Regions from separate parts of the Mus musculus genome. Here region 1 is linked to region 2. A link is a contact called in public HiChIP or PLAC-seq data. All regions are on one chromosome and are shown on one strand. Each heading gives the region's core, a stretch centred on a gene start, on an enhancer-like site or on the middle of the called end of the contact. The rest is flanking DNA. Distances are from core to core; before and after follow the strand shown. Region 1 overlaps Gm4258 (a long non-coding RNA gene). Region 2 has its middle 21 kb from the start of Gm34244.

The links. HiChIP or PLAC-seq counts read pairs in DNA pulled down with a chosen protein or histone mark.
Region 1: a contact with region 2 is called in an H3K4me3 HiChIP or PLAC-seq map of embryonic basal ganglia, with 5 times the contacts expected there. The contact joins two enhancer-like sites. A contact is called at or near these places in 5 of 39 promoter capture datasets (the C10 cell line, cranial neural crest, frontonasal cranial neural crest and 2 more), 1 of 15 datasets of contacts at CTCF or cohesin (large pre-B cells), 1 of 484 Hi-C or Micro-C datasets (nephron progenitors) and 5 of 115 datasets of contacts at active chromatin or transcription factors (differentiating embryonic stem cells, embryonic basal ganglia, embryonic stem cells and 2 more).

The regions. Positions count from the first base shown.
Region 1 is chr1:137,926,477-137,929,574 of GRCm38.p6, forward strand. It overlaps Gm4258 (a long non-coding RNA gene), which reads left to right. Exons shown (of 3, transcript XR_003948014.1): 2 at 1-3,098. Among named protein-coding and RNA genes, the nearest start is that of Gm4258, 30 kb to the left of the region's middle. Within about 2 kb of position 1,590, at least 141 of the 459 cell types and tissues checked have an H3K27ac peak or open chromatin away from gene starts, as enhancers often do. A contact at or near this core is called in embryonic basal ganglia, where this site is marked.
Region 2 is chr1:137,372,716-137,375,674 of GRCm38.p6, forward strand. No RefSeq gene overlaps it. Among named protein-coding and RNA genes, the nearest start is that of Gm34244, 21 kb to the left of the region's middle. Within about 2 kb of position 1,281, at least 33 of the 459 cell types and tissues checked have an H3K27ac peak or open chromatin away from gene starts, as enhancers often do. A contact at or near this core is called in embryonic basal ganglia, where this site is marked.

The sequences.
Region 1 (3,098 bases), core at 340-2,839, 550 kb after region 2:
CGCTGGGATCAGACAGTCCCCATTTTTTGATACAATTAGAAGATAAAGACCTGTCAGTTCTCAGAGAGCTTAGCCCAGAGCTCTGTGCAGAAGTGGGTCAATCGCCCTGCCCTGTTATCTGTCTAATTAATGATGCATTTAGTTTGAGACTCACAAATCTACTCATCGACTTCTCCAAACACCTTAAATGTACACAAATTCCCTTACTAGGTCTTACCATCTCCCATAGGATACAGTAGAAATGGGCCTAAACATATTAAAATAATATTTTTATAATACATTGTCTTCCTTCATAATTACTTGCCATTTTTCTACTAACTATGTCAGTTGTCTGAGATCCCTTGCAGACCTTAGACTATGGAAGAAATGGCTGCACTCTCCCTAGCACATGTCCTAGACAGTCAGGAATGGAAAATGAGTACTCATTTACTCCCAAGGATTATGGCAACACACATCTCCTAAGTCTTTCTGGCCTGAACCACTTGGATACCACAACATAATCCTTGGGAGTAAATGAACGAGGTGCGTTTGGGTCTTTCCTTGCTTTCGTTTATGTTACCGTTTGGATTCACTTGTACACAAGAATCTGTTTACCAGTTTCCTGTTATTAATTATGGGAAATGGACTTCCTTAAAATGTTAGGGACACTCTTATACCTCACGTTCAAACACTTCCGGCAAGATACTGACAATCCCCTTAAGTTCCACAAAGCCATATGCTCATTTGAAATACATTGTTTCTTCTCCTACCCCTCAACTTATCTCTCCCTGAAATGAAAAGACAGAGAGTAGCATGCCTCTACCCAGTTATGAGGACACCGAGGTGTGAATCCCGAATTCTAGTCACAAAACTGAGTTGCAAAATTCAAATAAAATAGTAAAGTGCTAAGGACCACAATGTATTCTAATGTAAATCTACAAACGGGGAAAATATTGATTTGCTGCTTGATGTATTATTACTAAGCTTTTCTTCTGCTCAATCCAAGTTAGTATATACTCTGTCTTGTCTCTGTTTCTCTCAGTCTCCCTGTGTCTCTGTCTTTGTCTCTCTCTTCTCCCTCCCCTCCCTCTCTTCCCTCTCCATTTTCTCTAAAGTATAAGCAAATGTATTTGCATACATTAAAATCATAAAGAACCCAAAACATCTGGAAATTTTAGAAGCAAAGCAAAATAGTCAGGGGAGAAACCCAGTTTTAAAATGCAGATGTTTAATTGTGCTGTCAGTTTTGTTACAAGGGCACAAGAGCAGAAATAACCAGAAGTCAATGGCAGAAAATTAAAATACTTTCAGGAGCGCTTGCCAAGGTAAAAGCAGTGAAATTGGTAACACAATATGGACACGGCCTTTCTAGACTGAGATCTGGAAATGTTACCATGTGCAATTTCATAAATTAGCTATTTCAAATGAAAATCCTTTTCATTAAAGGACACAATAAAAGTTTTTCATACTCTCTCTTCCCTTTGGTCATCAACATCAGGCAGTTATTTGGGGTTTGTCTTTCATCAATGACAAGCTCTTTCCCCCACCCTTCGGGCCCCGTTTCTAAGACTCTGATAGTGCTGAGTGGCCAGAAATTACAGATGCAGGACAGCTGACAAATGACTGCCAGGCCCCTCCCCCAGGGCCTTGGCAGTCACAGCTCCTGCCGGAACACGCCTGAGCACAGCGAGCCTTCCAGACAAAGACACAAAGATTCCATTTTCTCAAGGAAAAATAGATTTCATGTGTAAAACACTGGTGAGAAAAACTCAAAGCTGACACACATGTGCGGTCTCCACGAGGCGAGGCTGAATCGCTCCGAAGACTCAAATTTCACTTGATTGCATCAAAGCCTAACAAATATTATTTAACCGAAGAGTATTTCAGGCAGGCTGTAAAAGGGGGAAAAAAAAAAAAGAAAAAAGACAGGCAACGGTAAGATATTTTATTTGTTGAAGCGCGTGATTAAGAAGGCAAAAGAATCCCGAGCTTAGTAGAGATGTTGATCCTAGAGTAAGAATTCATACTTGCTCACATCTTGGAGTCTACAAAGTAAGAAGAATTCTTTTTTTAAAAAATTAAAACCTTATTCAATCAAAGGGTTTAGCAAGATAGTATTAAATTCCTACGAGTATGTTTCTAGTGAAAAGAACCTCCTCACAGCAGCCCCCAGGATATCATTACTGGAGAGGCAGCGAGTACTTTATTACACATGAAACCTTGGCGACTGTCTCAGCCTTCCCAAGCATGCAGGTTTCATCTCGTGGGCCCAGAGCCCTGGCTTCCACAGCGAAGGCCATCTGCTTGGCCTCCCCGTCATGCCAGGCAATGTGTAGGTGCAAAGGCCAGGGCTGGGAGACAAAGAAAGGCTGTCTACTGAGAAAGAGTGTGCTTTTCTTCCTGTCTGCCTGGACACCCATCCCCACTACTCAGATGAGTTCAGTGTTTGCAGAAAACTTAGTTTAATATACTTGAGAAAGTGAGCCCTTAACAGGTTAAAATATAATTAATCGTAGCTGTCAGGGGTAATAGACCAAGAAATTGCACTGGGAATCTTTTTTTTTAAATTATATAACAAATTTAAAAACAAATAAACACAGTTTGTACTTTCCTGTACCTTTTACAAGATCCTGCAATTCTTAAATTTCTTTAGCTTCTGGAAATGTCAGGGTAAGAAAGAAAGAGGGAAAGAGGGAGGGGAGGGGGAGGGGAGGGAGGCTGAGAGGCATTACAAAACACTTGAGAATTCAAAAAGAAGTATCATGAAGGATAATGAGGCTATTAGGTAATCGCATAACTATTTTATCTAAACTCTATTCACACACACACACATTTTAGGGCTAGCTATTATGATCAACAGGGAAGGACATTAGCATCTTAAAGATATTGCTAATATTAGTCATCAAAATTCATACTTCATATTTGGTGTTAAAGTGACCCCCACCTAAAGGGGACTGAAAACATCAGTACACTTGTGGAAAACAAACACCAGCTTGGCTGGAAGCATAACTTTTATTCTCAATTAAACCACGTCGCAATCTGCCTTTGATGTCATCTCAGTCCTCCTGCCTAGAACATGAAGAATTCTACAAGTTGCAGCTCACCTTTGGAGATCAATA
Region 2 (2,959 bases), core at 31-2,530:
ACCTTGCAGCATTCTTTATCTTTACAGTACTGGGAATTGAACCCAGGGCCTCAGGCGTCTAGACGGGCTTCCCAGTACTGAGCTGTGTCTAGTTCAATTGGTTTGGTTTTATTCCTTTCAGGCTCTGTTATACCACTGATTTTTCTAAAGAAAATGGAAATGGTAGAAATGCTCAAGAAGGGCTCTTCTCAATTAGCTCCTCCCTGCATCCAATTTCAGGATAGTTCCATGAATCAGTACTGAGTGGGAATTGAGTAAAAGAACCACATAGCAGTGATTGTTCAAGCCATGCACACAATGATATCACCCCGCAGCAGGACTTTAAAGCAAGCACAGGCCCAATGGCTGCCCTTGGCTCAGGAAAGTTTCTACTTGCCATTGGCCTTAAGGGTTTCCAGAGACAAAATACACTCAATAAATAGTAAAGAATAAAAGCCCCACCGGACTTACTAAAATTCAATTAATATGCTCATTGCATAAGATGTTCATACTATAGTTTAAAACTCTACCATCCAATATGAGGAGCAGTGGCCAGATGTAGTTCTTTAAATTTAATTAAGTTGAAGTCAAATTTAATCAAATAAGTATGAGTTAAAGGTGATTACACGGAAACTTCAGTTCCTTAGGCCCACACGCCATATTTCAGTTGACTAGCAATCATGTGTGGCTGGTGAGTGCCGTGTAGGAGAGCAATCTACTACCCAGAAAGTTTTATTGACAGCTCTGCCATGGGGTATAAAACTTAACTGACTTTAAAGATCCACAGAAAGCCATATTCCCTTTAATATTCTAACACCCTACATAACAAATGTATTCTGTAGACTTTCTGCTTTAAGAGAACACGGGCTTTCTTTTTTGCTTAAGTTTAAAACAGAAACACACGTTTTCATCTGCACAAGATATGATACCTCAGCAACTTGTGAGTGAAAGCAAATGTAGCCAGGAGGGGCGCCCCTATTATTTTTTCCCAGAACTATCAACTTTCACATGGTGTTAAAAATTGTCTCGGTTGGCTGAATCCAGACTATTCCCTTGTGCACATCTGCTCTCCTTGCCTGGGATGCGAAGGACTCTTGTGATCAGAATTTCAGGTGGTCTTAGGTCATTTTCCAGAATGTATGGGGGACCAGCGGATAGATCACACCAAGGCAGTAACTGCCCATCCAGCCCAGCGTGCTGCCCCCCACTGGAGCACAGACGGAGGGATCAAAGGACAGCATACATTCCTCACAACACATTTAATTGTGCAATCCTATACGAGAGAACTGTTTTCTCTGACCCAGACTGGTAATCAGCTTACGCCTGAGAGCATGGGGAAGGAAGGGGTCATTAATTATACAGTGAGCCAGGGTTTTATCCAGATCACTTTGGTATGGAAAACAGAATGCTAAATGCCCTGAACTGGTGTGTTTCCATAAAAGTGGAACATGCGAGGCTTTATACCGTTCCTTATTTTGAGAAGAAAGAGTGAGCCCCTAATTAGAAATATTGTTGGCAGGCTATAGAGAGAAAGAGAAAGCAGGTGGGAATGGAACTGTATTATACTAGGCTCGTGTAGAAAGTATGAGTGCGCCTGTACTACACGACTCTTCTTTTCTTTTCTTTACAAAGTATGTAGGTGTAGGGGAAGACAGAGGCCTTCTTTTCTCTCTCTCTCTCTCTCTCTTTCTCTCTCTCCCTTCCCTTCCCTTCCCTTCCCTTCCCTTCCCTTCCCTTCCCTTCCCTTCCCTTCCCTTCCCTTCCCTTCCCTTCCCTTCCCTTCCCTTCCCTCCCTCTCTCTCCTCCCTCTCTCTCCTCCCTCTCTCTCTCTCTCTCTCTCTCTCTTTCTTTCTTTCTTTGTCTTGTTTTGTTTTTCTCTCTCTTTCTTTCTTTGTCTTGTTTTGTTTTAAAGCTGTCACAGTGAACAATGGAGTTTCAACCTTCTTTACCCCCAAGCAAACTGAGAACCTTCCCATAAGAATCAGGGGAGGGGGAGAAGCAGGAGGGGAATGCCTTCCAGTGTCTTGTCCTGAACTCCTGCAAACTTGGAATGAGTGGCCGCTTGCCACAAAGGAGACAGGGAAGGACTCTGACCTCACAAGGGGCAGCCCCAATTGTGGCGGATGCCAACAAGGTCATAGAGTCTGGGGACAGGCTGGCTCAGGCTGGTGGAGCAGGAGAGATGATGACACTGCATTTGTCAGTTTCCATCTGTCCACGCAGCTGTCCTGTGGCCTGTCCTGTCTTGGTGGAAGTGGCCTTACTTAGGGGTCAGGGCCTTGTTCTGAAGCTTAATGCATTAAACACTGCATATCCTTAGGTGGAAAATTGGTCCGTATATTTCTTCTTCCATAAAACAAGGCTAATAAAATCCATCCTGACACACTGCTCTGAGGAAAAGATAAGATTGTTTTGCAGAAGCCCTGGTACGGTGTACACCCTGGATCACTGTTAGCGCCTAAGGTTGTCGTGAGCCAGTGGCCATCTTTCCATGATAGTTCCCAGGTTCTGAGTGTCACCTACACCCAAATAAAACCTGCCTATCATGACCTACTTTCTTAGACCTCTGCCTTCACCTCTGTGAGATGACAAATGGCTGGGACAAAAAGTGTTCCCCCACCCCCACCCCAGGGCTTCCATTTTATTCTCTCTGAGGACAAATATACTGCTTTCACATACATTCTTTCTTCCCGTGATTTCCTGATTTGGCATCAGAATCAAGAGGCAATTAGAAGAGAACTCCAAGGTAGAAGAAAGGAGGAGTTTGCAGAGAGGTAAGAGCAGTGGGCCGGAGTTAGCATAAAGGAAAGGAGTGTCTGTGGATGCAAGCAAGAGCTGAGAGAGGAAGCAGACATTCAAACCAGGAAGGGATGAGGGGCTTGACATCTAAGACTATTGGACAAGAATGCCGTGTGTGTGTGTGTGTGTGTGTGTGTGTGTGTGTGTGTGTGTGTGTGTTATCCCAGAAATTTCTTCACTG